Linked DNA regions of Mus musculus: region 1 is linked to region 2. Evidence: chromatin contacts called from public HiChIP or PLAC-seq data. All regions are on one chromosome and are shown on one strand. The core of a region is the stretch at or near the end of the contact, and the rest is flanking DNA. Distances in the headings are between cores, read along the strand shown. Region 1 overlaps Nol4l (nucleolar protein 4-like). Region 2 holds the start of Tm9sf4 (transmembrane 9 superfamily protein member 4).

Region 1 (6,568 bases), core at 3,000-5,499, 260 kb after region 2:
GCAATGCTCTTGGAATTAAGATATAGAACAGTGAAGTCTGTTAAAATCAAATATGGGAGGAAAAAGAGATGTGTATGTCAAAAACAGAGCCCAGCAGGCGAGTGGCTTCCATGGTGGCAGCTTCTGCCAGCTTCTAGATATCCCAATTGCAAGACTTGGAGGGGATGAAATAGATTTGATTTTCTCTGGTTGCTTTTGATCTAGGCAATGCCTGGGGGTAGCAGAGGCCACCTGCCACTGTCAGAGGTGGCCCCAGGTTTCTTTTCCCCCCTCTATCCCCAAATCTCAGCTCACTGTTCACTGCTGCTTAGAGAGCTCCCCAGCCCTCCAGTCCCTGATCTGATCTGGAGCCATTTCTGTACAGGCTCCAGTTACAGCTGGATTCTCAGGTTGCTAGTGGCCCCTAGTGGGCTAGTATGGGCACAAGCTGCCTAGTACCCCGGGTTAGAGGGACGGGGTCTGATTTTATCTGAGCTCATTTCTATCTCCAGTGACAACATGAGCAAAGTGAGGAGGATGAGCCATTAGCAGAGCTGTGGTAGGGTCCAAGCAGAAGCAAACAATCACCTGAAAGGCTGTGACTGGCAGGACAGTGGGAAGGAGGGATGGCTCTGTGACCCAGTAGCTACTGCTTATTTTCCCCAGCTGCTGGAGGCACTAGTGCTCATGGGAAAAGGCTGTTCCTAGCAAGGAGGAAAATGACCAGATCTCAGTCCTACCCATCTTCAAGGAAGCAGAATGTTCAGAGATGGGATTCATGGAGCAGATAGCTGCCTCCTGATCTCAGCTCTGGCTGTTGGTCGTGTCTTTCAGGACTCATACACTTGTGAGAGGCCAGGGAGCCACCACAACTGTGGTCCTAACACAGGCCATGCTGCATGTACCAGGTAAAGTTTTACCATGTGCTGCCCGGGCATGACTGGGCACCAGGTTATACCTTCCTCCATAGCCACTTAGTACTAGTGTTCCAGAGCATTCTAACTTTCCTGATCCTGAAACCCACGTCAGATACTCTAACTCTAGCAAAGGGACTGGAAGGAGAGTGGCTCTGGATCAGCCATTCTACCCCTGGTGTGCACCATGCTGGCCTGGCTCTAGGGATTAGGCCAGCCAGCCTCTTATTTTAGGTTAAGACGCATTAGAAGGGATGAGAGGCTAAGCCCAGGCAGGAACCTTCCAGACACCAGCACTTCCTTCCCAGTTGTGGGGCACAGTAAGCATGCAAGATGAAGCAAGGGGTGGGTGGAGATGGCCTGGCCTTTCTACCAGGGCTAGGAACCGGCCCTCTTCCTTGCTACCCAGGAACAGTCAAGGGGTCTCCTAAACCCAGAGCTCGCCTGCCAGAAAGTGCTTTTTCTTCTACCTGCCCCCTTAAGACAGCAGCTTGATGTCTTCACTTTCCTTCACTCCTTGGCCCCTGAATAACACAGAGGCACACTGCCTCTGCCCTGTCCCTGAAAACATTTTCATCACAGGGTTGGACAGAACAGGATGATGGAGGCCAGACACAGGTCACAGCCCTTGTATGCCTAGTAGCCCCCTGACCCTTCTCTCCCTGTTGCCCCTGCTAGAGAAGGTCTTGATGGCTGATCTGCCCCCATGTAAGACAGAATACCTCATGCCACCAGAGGTGTAGGAGGAATCTGTCTTCCCCCTCTTCCTCCCTCCCTTGGGGTGGGGAGTGGCACCTGCAGAGGTTCCTGGAAGCACTTGTCAAGCTGCCCAGTTTAGGTATGGAGCAGAAGAACCAACCTAATGTTTAACCATCTCCCAGACGACTTAAATGGGGGCACCATGGGTAGAGGGGCTGAGGCTAGACCAGATCCTGGCTCTGCTGCCAACTCACAGGGGACTTTCAGGGAGTGGAATCAGAGAGGTGCATTTGTAGTGACTGGCAGAAGCAATTACCATTGGAGATGGAAAAGGGAGCCCAGGCTTTCCTGACCTCATCTAAAGACTGACTGGTAATGGGGGAGCTGAGCCATTGTCCCGCTCTTCCCAAGGGCTTTTATGTAGAACAAGCTAGACACTGCTCTGGTAAAAACCAGGCCTGGCCAGGCATGGTGGCACACACCTTTAATCCCAGCCACTTGGGAGGCAGAGGCAGGTGGATTTCTGAGTTCGAGGCCAGCCTGGTCTACAGAGTGAGTTCCAGGACAGCCAGGGCTACACAGAGAAACCCTCTCTCAAAAAAAAAAAAAAAAAAACAGGCCTGACCACTACTTACCATTACTGTGATTTCCTGTCTGGAGGGAAGCAGAGGGCTGCAAGTTGCTGCTCAAGGACCCATAGCCACGGTAGCTGTAATTGAGGCCACCGTTGACATACACGGGGTCCTGGGAGTAGGCAGAGGCTGGCAGTGAGTAGGTGGAGTGGGTGATGGCTGTAGAGTCCCGAGAGTGCTGCTTATCCAGGGCTATGGGTTCTTCCTGCAAAGGAGGGATGACAATGCTAGGGAACCCAGGGGACAGAAAGCCTGGTCACTGTCCCTGTCATGAGGTAGGAAGAGGCTGTTTCCTGGGACCCACTGATATGATCTGGGCTGGGGTATCCTGTTGTTTCTCTCTCCCTGGGCACTTTGCCTCAGGGATCGCCCCTGATTGCATCTCTCTATGAACATACTAGGTTGACTCTATGCAGTGTAAAAGATCCTCTCTGTATGAACCTAGAACCTGTATCTCTTTAGTGCTGGGATTATAGGCGAGGACTTCCATACTCAGTCAGCCTTCCTTCCAACAGGTCTGCAATCTTAGCAACAAGGTCCTCCAGCACTCCTCACCCACCTCTTGGCACCCTCCTCTCTCCATCCTCTCTGCCCACCACAGTGCTATAACCGTAGGCTACATGATGGCTGCCCTGCCACCTCTCTGTCCACCCCCGCTGCAGGTGTAGACGGGATGAACAGTGGGTGAGACCCCTTTGCACACAGCCAGCATGAGCGCATACTTGTGAGGACTGGTAGATCTCCAGGCGCATCCTCTTGGCTGCCTTTCTCGTCTCACTCTCACAGGCAGCTGCTAGGATGTTCTCTGCCATGGCTGAGGTCAGATGCGGAGGAGTAGGTCTGGTCTGCAGGCACAAGAGACAGTGCTGGTGTTTGGGCTGGAAGGGTCCTGGTCAGGGGATGGCAAAGCAGGGGTTTGGACTCCAGTACCTGACTAACAGCCCGTTTTCCTCATTTGTGAAACAGGCCTACTGGGAAGTTGGGGTAAGGGGGTCTGGAGGGCAGTGATGGCGCCACAAGCCAGGGTGGCCAGGAGGGGGTACTCACCATCTCCATGCCGTTCTTCTTCATGCGGCGGCAGGACTTGAGGTATGTGCGGATGCGCTTGCGGGCCCGCTCCTGGAACTCAGGGAATTGCCGGCTGCAGGACTCGATGATGGCCTGGATCTTCTCCTTGGGCTGCTTGGAAATGGGCACCATGCGGTCCAGGTTCTCATCCACGAAGAGCCGCACGAACATCTGGGGAGACACAGGCTATGGGAGAGGACTGGCCCTGCCTTAGACCCATCGGTGTCCCACCAGCCCTGCCTGGTGCTCACGTTGAAGGCCTTGAGCCGCTCGGGGTCCATGCCCTCTGAGTCATTCATCTTGTCATTGTCCTCATGGTCATCATGGTCATCGTCATCGTCATCTGCTGCAGGGGCCCGGCCCACTGTCAGGTCCTCAGGACAGCCACTGACTTCAGTCTTGATGGAATCATAGCTCCCGGAGCTGTATGGGGGTGACTGAAACCAGGCAAAGCAGAGACAAATCAGGTGGCTGCCTACTTGGTCTCCCATGGTAAGCTTGAGGGCCAGGTCAGCAAGTGAACCCTACTTCCCACTGTGAGCTGAGAGCAACAGGTCTGCCCTCAGTGACCCCGGGCTACTGTCTGGAGGCCCAACTAAAGCAACACACAAGGAGGGCCTTGCCTTTTAGAGGCAAGGGGTAAAGTGTAGGAGCCACTTTCTTGGTGGCAGTGCCCACATCAAGACCTGCCATGCTGAGAGAAGGACACCAGAAAAGATTACAATCCGCCAGCCTCTCCTGTGTGCCAGGATCTGTTTGGGCTTCCAGGGTTCCTCCTGGATCCCCAGGGGACTGCAGCCTTGAGTTGACAAGTGAGCTGTCACCAGAGCAGCAAATGTGCAGTCTATGGGGGGGGAGGAGCAGATGGGCTGGGAAAGGGAGCCAGCCAAGGCAGTAGGGCCACAAAGCAGGGTGCAGTCCCCAGCTCCCAGGCCAGGCTGTTTCTGCCTATCTCCCAAGAGATTGCTCTGAAGCCTGGGGAAACAGGTGTTCAAGAAGGGGGAGAGCAGAGACAGCCAGCCTGCTACAGCCCAACTGTGAATGGGCAAGGACTTAAGCACTCTGCTCCCACACAGATCCTCCCCTCCGTCACACCACAGGCAAAGGTGGCAATCACTTCCTTGGTTGGTGGTGGTGTCCTTTCTAGGGCTGATCATATTATGGGAAGGACACACACACACACAAAGATTCCCATGAGCCAGCCCCTTCTGTGTGCCAGAATCTATTTGGGCTTCTGGATTTTCTCAGCCTTCAACGACTGCCTGTTTTTCCTTGGACTATGGCTTCTGCTTTCTCCTGCTTCCCAGCTACTAGGTTGCCCCTTCTGACCCAGCTCCATAATACCTTCCTATCCTCAGCACCCTGACTCTGAGCTGCTGTCATTTGCTTTTTAAAGTCTGTGGCATGCCCTGACTTCAGCATCTCTTTTCTCAAGGACATTGGCATGTAGTGGGTATGTTGGACCCAGGAGAAAACAGTCAGGCACAGTGATGTGGCCACAGCCTGCCTAAAAGGACCTGGTGCTTCCTGAGGAGCAACTCAAGAGAGACAAGTGGCCTGGTGCCTCTGGCCCTCAGGCCCCTCCCGCCATGACCACACAAAGACTTAAGGGGCAGAATTCCAGCCCTCCAGAATAACAAACAGTCTGGGGTCAAAACATGTACAGGGCACAGGGCTGGCTACTGGCTGGCTCTGGACTAGTCACATCTGCAAGTGATTCTTTAGCTGGATCCTCTGCCAGGGCCAGAGCAGAATAAGCAGACTGTCAGAAGCCCTCAGTGCCCACCCCTGTGCCATGGTATGGCCATGATAGCAAGTGGGTTGAGGGCTCTACTGAGTCAAATTTGCCTCCGCCCTAAGACAGCTGCTCTGTCTGGTCCCTGTACCTACTTCCGGGCTGATCCCTATGGGCTGTGCTACACACGTGGCACCAACGCCATCCTGTCCATTTAGATTGTGTCCTGAGCATTTATTTGTCCCATCCCACCCTGAAAAAGAGACAGGCCAGGGCAAAGAGTCTGTGGAGAGTAGGCAGGTGACTGCAGAAGGGCAGAGTTGAAGAGGTGCCCCAGGAGAGCTGGCACCTGTCAGGAAACTTTAATGGCCCAGGATAGTGTGTGCAATTATGGGCCATGGTAGGGGACCCACCTTGCCCACTCCTATACCTATATATCAGCTTGCTCAGGAGAGAAACTCCACATCCCTTTCTGCATCATCTGAAAAGATGGGGTCAGGCAGGCAGATTAGCCGAGGGGTCTGAGGCCTGGGCTGACTTTTCTCAAGGTGTGTGGTGGGGAAGGAGTCCACAAGCCAGGGTGCCTGTGCGGTCGGTGCCCTTCTCCACCTTTATGCAAGCTTGGAGGGCCACCCTCAAATCACCTCTAACAACTGAGCCCTTTGTTAAGGCCTTTATGTTTTTATTATTTAGGTCTTCCTATGGTAGCTTGGGCTGTCCTGACCTGAAACTCTCCATGTAGCCCAGGATGGCTTCATGTAGCCCAGGATGGCTTCCAACTGCACTCCTGCTTCAGGCAAATTCTGAGTAGTAGAGTTATTGGCATGACTACCATGCTTAGCAATGTCTTATACTTCTGTCACAAATGTGCCATTTGCTGCTGTTCCTTACAGCAAACTGTGTTCTGGGGGAGGTACTCTGAACCATATGCATTCTAGTGTGGCTCTAGGAAATGATGAAGAAGGGACCACAACTACAGCCCTGGCTTGATGTCACACCCGGGCCAGCTCAGTTCCAGCTCCACTCCAGTCTTTATGACCTCCAGCCTCCCAATACCCCAGCAGCACACAGCCTGTAGCCCCACACACCTCGGGGGTGTTCTTTACCCCATACTTGACGCGGCTCCGCAGCCCATCAGTGCCGCAGCCGTCTGAGGGGTAGGACGGCGTGCCCAGAGCTGTGCCGGGCGGGAGCTTCTCACACAGGTTAATGGGCTGGTCCTCGGCAGTGGCGGTGAAGTCCATGGGGGCTGCAGCTCCGTTGCCATTCATCTCAGGGAAGGCGGGGTCCCCCTGTGTGCTGCTTGAAGTGGATGGGTTCAGGGTAGAAGAGCCATTGCCGCTGCCGCTCTCAGAGGAGGAGTCATCTGGAACCAGAGCACTGAGTGTGAGGCCTGTCCCTTCACCCCCTGTCTCCAGAGGCCCTTCTGGGTGTAGTGGCCTCTGCACCTCTCCCAGAGTACCTGCACTGTTACATTATCCTTGAAAATCAGAAATGGGCTCTGCTTTCTATCCCAGATGCTCTGGGATCTGAAGTGAGAC
Region 2 (7,002 bases), core at 2,557-5,056:
TGTGAGCTGTGAGTGGGAACTGCAGGGAACATGCTAAACCCTAAGGAACCTTTTTATAAGTCAACTGGTATGGGCTCTTTGTCCCTTATTTTTTATATCTCTCCTTCTGCCTATAATCGTTTTCTTTAGCTACCATACTAGACCTGGAGGAAGATGAATGAGCCAGAAGAATGGTAAAGCTGGCTAAAGCCTAAATCTCTGAGTAGACTTTAGAGAACTGCCCACCCTAACAGCCTGATCTGTCTCTCTCCTGCCTTTTACCTCCAAAGCCAGGGCTCCTTTCTCTTAGAGTGGGCTGGGCTTTCTTCTGCCATGATGTGCATTACTGTGCCTGGGGTGTGTGTGTTGCATGTATATTTTAAACTGCAAAAGCCTCAGCTGTTATTGTTCCCAGAATGGTGAACTTACCACACAATCACCCCTTTGGGAGCGGGTAGCCCCCTTTAGTGCGTGCAGCTCCCTAGAAAACAGCAGGTAGCATCTATTGCTGTACACATTCAACACCCGCCTACACACACACTAAGTAAATAAATATATGTAACAAGGGTCATGACTCCTTTGTGGGGTCAAATGACCCTTTCACAGGGGCTGCCTGCAACCATCAGAAAACACAGATATTTACATTAGGATTCATAACAGTAGCAAAATTACAGTTGTAAAGTAGCAACAAAAGTAACTTTATGATTGGGGGTCACCATAACACCAGGAACTGTATTAAAGGGATGTGGCATCAGGAAGGTTGAGAGCCACTGGTCTAAGGGATGGGTCTATAGTTTCCTCACTGAATAAGCTTCAGATACTCACAATGATAACTTGCTTGATGTCATACCCTTTCCAGATAGTGTTCTAATATCAACATAGACTTAGAACTTGTTCACATTCATGAGAAATATATAGGAGAATGCTGGGTGTGGCAGTGCATGCCTGTGATCCCAGAACTAGGGAAGCTGAAATGGAGATTGTGAAATGGAGGAACGACTTTAGCATAGAACGCAATAAAAGATGAAACTGAAATAATGAAGGCCTGTCATGGCTCATCAGGGGCTTGAGCAACTGTATGCAACAGGAGGAAAGTTTTAAAACAATCATATATTTTTGTGCTGGTTATAGTGTAACAGCAATAGATGCTACCTGCTGTGAAGGGTAATCTATGATACTGAGCTGACAAGATGGCTCAGTGAGTAAAGATGCATACAGCCAAGCCTCAAGATTTGAGTTCAAACCCTGGGGCCCACACTGTAGAAGAAGAGGATCAACTCCTACAAAGTCTGTATGTGCAACAAGGCATATGATCATATGTACACACTCAACACCCCCCTACACACACACTAAGTAAATAAATATATGTAACAACATTTAAAAATGACAATCTTTGGGATGGAGAGATGGCTCAGAGGTTGAACACACTGACTGCTCTTCCAAGGTCCTGAGTTCAATTCCCAGCAACCACATGGTGGCTCACAACCATCTGTAACATGATCTCAGCACCCTCTTCTGACATGCAGGCAGAATACTGTACATAATAAATTTTTTTAAAAATGACCATCTTGGAGCTGGGCAGTGGTGGCACACATCTTTAATCCCAGCACTTAGGAGGCAAAGGCAGGTGGATCTCTGAATTTGAGGCTAGCCTGGTCTACAGAGTGAATTCCAAGACAGCCAGGGTTACACAGCAAAACCCTGTCTCAAATATATATATTTCCTTATCAATATAAATATCTTCTTTTATATTATGTGTAGGGGTATTTTGCTGTATATATGGCTACGCATCATTCACATACCTGGTCCCTACAGAGGCCATAAGAGGGCATCAAACCCCCTGGAAATTGGAGTTACAGACTGTTGTGCGCAGCCATGTTGATGCTGGGACTCAAACTCTGATATTCTAGAAGAGGATCTTCCAATGGTCTTAACTGCTGAGTCATGTCTCCAGCCCCATCAGTATTACTCTTTAACCAGACATAGTGGTAAGAAACTTCCAGGACTTAAGTTGCAGTAGAACTGGCCACAAGTCTGCAATTCAGAATTACTACAAGACTATCTAGTAAATCCATCCTGCTTCTCTAGCTCTGTGCCTCTTGGGAATATATCTGCTCTTTGGGATGGTGTGTTGGTCCCAGGCATTTATGGGTTTGTTTTTCAGCACTCATAACAATCCAACCCAATACTAAATCAACTAGGCTCAACCAAGTAGTTCTTTTGTTCCAAATATCAATAAGGATATTCACATGTTCTATATTTAGTTAGTAGCTTGCTAGGTTTGAACTGCACAAACTTATTTCCTTTATATGTGTAACTGTCAGGTGGGGTTTCTAGAACTCTGTGAGGAATGACATAGACCTGTCTATGCAGCAGGACACCCAGCCATATTTATATCCTTGGGAGGAAGGAGAAGCTTCAAGCCTCTTACAGCCTAGACACAGAAGTGGAAGACACTTATAATTCACTCTATTTGGTCAAAGCAAGTAACTTAACCCCAGCATTCAACAAGAGAAAAAAATTCACCTTTTGACAGGAGAACCAGTATGCTCATAACATGCAAGAAGGAGAGGCTTGTTAGTAGACATTTATGCAGAAAAAAATCCACCACGGTAGTAATCAGTACTGACCACAGTGGTGGTCAGAGCTCAGCTGTTCCTTGCCAAGGTGCAGAAGAGATAACTAAAAATCTTAAGACCAGTTTTGGCACAGTACTTAAGCAATGCTGAGTTTTCTGTTTAGCCCGTGGCTCTCTTTATGGCTCAGGATGGTCTTGAACTCACCATGCCTTCCTTCCTCAGCATCCTGAGCGCAAAAATTACCAGTGTGAGCCACTGAACACGGATAATGATAAAGATGATAGTAACGATGATGACTGAGGCAAGGTCTCACATGTCCCAGGATAACCATGAACTCTTCTTGCTGGACCTTCTGAGTTTGGGGATTACAAGTCCCAGTGCTAAAGATTAGGCAGGCTATCTGCTAAATTAACTATATCCTCAGAACTCATTACTACTCTCTTAACAGCTTTTTGGATCCATCTAAGAAGACCGCACTGGCTCTTTGTACACTTTACAGTGGTATATATGAACCAAACAGTCTTTCTCCATTATGATCCTTTGAGTCCTCCCCAGACCCTTTTAAGTCAATACTGGAAAGTTAAGTTTAAGATGGTTAAGTGACTTGCTTCAAGTCATACATTAAGCCAGTTAGAATGGAGAAGTCCACATTGAAAAATGTCTCCTTTCACTAAGTGTTCTGCTTTTCATTCACTCATTTAACAAAGCATATTGTTTGGGACACCTACCATATGTGTGAAGGAATGTACATACGTTATATAATGACAATTATTTATTGAATACTTTATATGATTGTGTCAGTGGATACTTAACATAAGCCAATTATAAAAATAATCTAGAGCTGGGCGTGGTGGCGCACGCCTTTAATCCCAGCACTCGGGAGGCAGAGGCAGGCGGATTTCTGAGTTCGAGGCCAGCCTGTCTCGGAAAACCAAAAAAAAAAAAAAAAAAAAAAAATCTAGAAATCTCTGCCCCATTTCACTGACGACAAAAACGCAGTGTAAGGGAAAGACAGAGTCCTACCTTCATAGTTATTACGGCCGATTAGTAAGACTATATTATAGTCAAATAAATATTTAAACATATAATTACAAATTACTCTAAATCAGAAGCTGTCAGAGAGGGTTTACCATGCTTTCCGTTTCACAATTAAGGTCCCGGGTAACCCTGGCAACGACTCTTTCTGCCAATACTAAAGAAAGCATCCAGGGAGCGCGCCTATTTCCACACACCCCCATTACCCACAATGCAAAAGGAGTAGGCGGAGGAGCGGGTCTGCCAGAAGTCAATATGGCTCCAATAGTTACACCGTACGTTCTCTTCACCTAGTCAGAGACCTCACTGCCAAGGCCAATCTGCCAAGGAGAAATTAAGCTTCTTTTACCTCCTCACTACTGCGACTACAGAAGAATCTGAAGCCAGGAGTCCCCTTAGTGGAGCTACACTCCGTAACCACAGAAGCACCACTTCCGCTGACGTCATCACGCCGACACGTGGATCCAAGATGGCGGCGGCGATGGTGAGTGAAGGAGACTCCGGGAACCGGAGCTGGAGCAGGGCCCCCCTGGATAGCCCAGGACCTTCCAGCGCCCCATGCCTGGTTCCCAGCCTCCTCCAGAACCCCTGCTCGGGTTACCCTTGACTGGGTCGGCCTCTACAAAGTCCCTTTCTCTAGCCTTGGCATGGCATCTAGGCTTGTCAGGGCCTGGAGTTTTAGGGGAGGTGCCGCTTGGAAGGAAGACTTCGGCTCATGCCTTCACGGTTCTCATTTCAGCTTTCGTTCCCGCCCCTTGTCACCCCTATTTCCCATTTCTTCCCCTCCAGGCTTTGTCTCCTCCCGAGAGGCCCCCGTTATTTCTGCCTTCGCTCCTCCTCCTCACGTTCATACCCAGCTCTCCACATACCCATCAGCCTAACCAGTCTGCGGGTGCCACCTTGCTCGCACCAGCCCGAGCCTTGTCCTTACCTGCACCCTCAGCGGTTCCCATAGCGCATCCCGCTTGATTGCTGCTGTACCAGGGCATCCCATGCCCATCATCCCATCCCCAGGCCCTGCCCTTCTCCTGCCTTTTCTGTCAAAATCTGTCTCTCCTAAAGTGCTTTTATCCGATTGGTTCTTAAACCCCACTGTGCACGGGGATCTTGGGTTGTTGGTGGGGAGGCATGTTTAAATAGTTTCCTGAGCATCACTCCCAAAGATTGCAATACCTTAGGCCATGCTCAGGAATCTATAGTCTCACAAACAGTCCTGTGTTTATAATGGAGGTGGTCCCTGGGTTACCGTTTAAAAACACCTCTGGCCCTGCCTGTCTGTATCCCCCTCCCACTCCACACAGCTCCTTACAGATAAAGGGTCACTATCATGAAGCTGACTAGAATTAAGTCTCTTTGTGGATGAGAGTGGAGGTAATATACCTGTGCCTGAAGGATGAGTCACTAGCTGACTTCTGTTTATCAACCACAGAATTAAGTTTTTGAAGGTCAGATTTTCTAAGAGAAGTTCACCTCAAATTCTGTTTGCCAAGAAATGAGAACAAAAGTCGAAAGTGAATTTTCCTGGGTGGTCTTGTACATTGCTGCCTCAGAAGATAAAATTAATTCCATCGTGGTAGTGAATGACAAGAAAGACTCAGAGAAAAAGCTTGTGACATTTGACTCTACTGAAGGAAAATTCTTGCTTAAGTTATTTGATGTTGGTTTTCTCTAAACAGGGCCAGGTTAATTCATGAAAGGAGTCTGTCCTGTTAGCAGACGGCTGACTTTTTTTTTTTTTTTTTTAAATTAGGTTCCTTGTTTATAACCCCAGAAATCAGGTAAAAATGTTCAAGGTTTTGCGGATTGTAACCCCTTTTGTGGAGCACTTGCTTGAGCGTACCCAGGAGCCTAAGTTCGATATTTGGCTCTGTTTAGGGGAAAAGCAGATTCAAAGCTTTCCCTGGTTTCTGTGGCCACAGACTTCAGTATGAATCATGAAGAGGGGTAAATCCCTAAAGTGGGATGTTGAAATCCTTTTTCTCCTTTATCACATTCAGAATAAGGCGAATGTGAAGCCAGGAAGTCACACCCTTTCTTGTTCATAGAGAGTTTAGTAAGGTGGCATTTATAGCACTGCACAGGGAAATTCCTGCCCTGTACAGAGCTTTTAAGAGTTTATAAGTTAGCAATATGTATTTCTGGTGTACGTTTCTTCATTCAGCAAATATTTGAATGTCCAGTGACTGCCAGGAACTAGGTATATGACTGTCAGAGGGTCATGGTCCCACCCTCGTGGGCCCACTCTCATTCCAGGAAACCTGCCTGGTGCTGCTAAATGCTGTGAGGGTAGCAAGGTGACGGGATGGTGATTGGCAGTAACTGGGCATCATAGCTGGGACGGACTGACAGACAAAACACAAACAAACAAACCAGCTTTGCAAAGAATGTCCCAGGCAAAGAAAATGGCAAGTGTGATGGCTGAATGACATGTTTAAGGAATCTATAGAAGACTTTTAACACCGGAACCATGGGGAAGGGTAGCGTAGCAAACAGCAATCAGGGACGAAACCAGAGACAAATAAGAACCGCACTTGCTAGAAGTAAGTGTGCTTGTGATTGGTGCATGGTGTAGCTCACGGTTAGCAATCTGTGTACTGGATTTTGAAATAGATTTTTCTATTAGGTTGGCTTCACTTCCTCCTACCCTACTGGGACAACATATCAGGGGAGCCAGCTTGTTCTTAATGTGCAGATAGACCATAGAAACCAATTTTTTTTGTTTTGTTTTGTTTTTTTGTTTTTCGAGACAGGGTTTCTCTTTATAGCCCTGGCTGTCCTGGAACTCACTTTGTAGACCAGGCTGGCCTCGAACTCAGAAATCCACCTGCCTCTGCCTCTTGAGTGCTGGGATTAAAGGCGTGCACCACCACGCCCGGCAGAAACCAGTTTTTTAAAAAGATTTTTTGTTTATGTGTATGGGTACACTGTAGTTGTCTTCAGACACACCAGAAGAGGGCGTCAGATCACGTTGCAGATGATTGTGAGCCACCATGTGGTTGCTGGGAATTGAACTCAGGACTTTTGGAAGAGCAGTCAGTGCTCTTAACCACTGAGCCATCTCTCCAGCCCCATGGAAACCAATTTAACTCAATTCAATAAATAGAGAATGTGGCACCTGGGAGGCTGAGGGATCTCTGTGAGTTCAAGGCTAGCCTGGTCTAGATAGTTCAGAGAGCTAGGACTATGTAGAGAAATTTAGGTAGGTAGGTAGGTAGGTAGATAGATAGATAGCATGAATGGAGAATGTGCTATATACTGAGCCCAGTTTAAAAGGCACTCAAGAAACTGCGTGTTCAGTGAAAAGGCACAGAAGCAAGTTTGTACAGAGGTGTATGTGGAGTCACAAGTAGGTATGAATTTAGTTTGTGCCAAGCACATTACTACACAGAAGTGAGTACTGTTCCCACCC

The links. HiChIP or PLAC-seq counts read pairs in DNA pulled down with a chosen protein or histone mark.
Region 1: an H3K4me3 HiChIP or PLAC-seq map of the SCID.adh cell line shows a contact between it and region 2, with 15 read pairs. The contact joins the enhancer-like site here to the promoter of Tm9sf4 in region 2. A contact is called at or near these places in 23 of 39 promoter capture datasets (the 3T3-L1 cell line, the C10 cell line, the HPC-7 cell line and 12 more), 1 of 15 datasets of contacts at CTCF or cohesin (the NIH/3T3 cell line), 48 of 484 Hi-C or Micro-C datasets (the 63-12 cell line, B cells, the BV-2 cell line and 23 more), 31 of 115 datasets of contacts at active chromatin or transcription factors (the 230-238 cell line, DN3 thymocytes, the HPC-7 cell line and 20 more) and 5 of 9 other capture datasets (adipose tissue, embryonic stem cells, liver and 2 more).

What each region holds. Positions count from the first base shown.
Region 1 is chr2:153,414,417-153,420,984 of GRCm38.p6, forward strand. It overlaps Nol4l (nucleolar protein 4-like), which reads right to left. Exons shown (of 11, transcript NM_001134300.2): 6 at 6,116-6,393; 7 at 3,544-3,729; 8 at 3,272-3,463; 9 at 2,947-3,069; 10 at 2,228-2,429. Among named protein-coding and RNA genes, the nearest start is that of Asxl1, 72 kb to the left of the region's middle. Within about 2 kb of position 4,250, at least 13 of the 459 cell types and tissues checked have an H3K27ac peak or open chromatin away from gene starts, as enhancers often do. A contact at or near this core is called in the 63-12 cell line and the SCID.adh cell line, where this site is marked.
Region 2 is chr2:153,157,495-153,164,496 of GRCm38.p6, forward strand. Tm9sf4 (transmembrane 9 superfamily protein member 4) reads left to right here and starts at 3,807. Exons shown (of 18, transcript NM_133847.3): 1 at 3,807-4,077. The coding sequence starts at 4,063.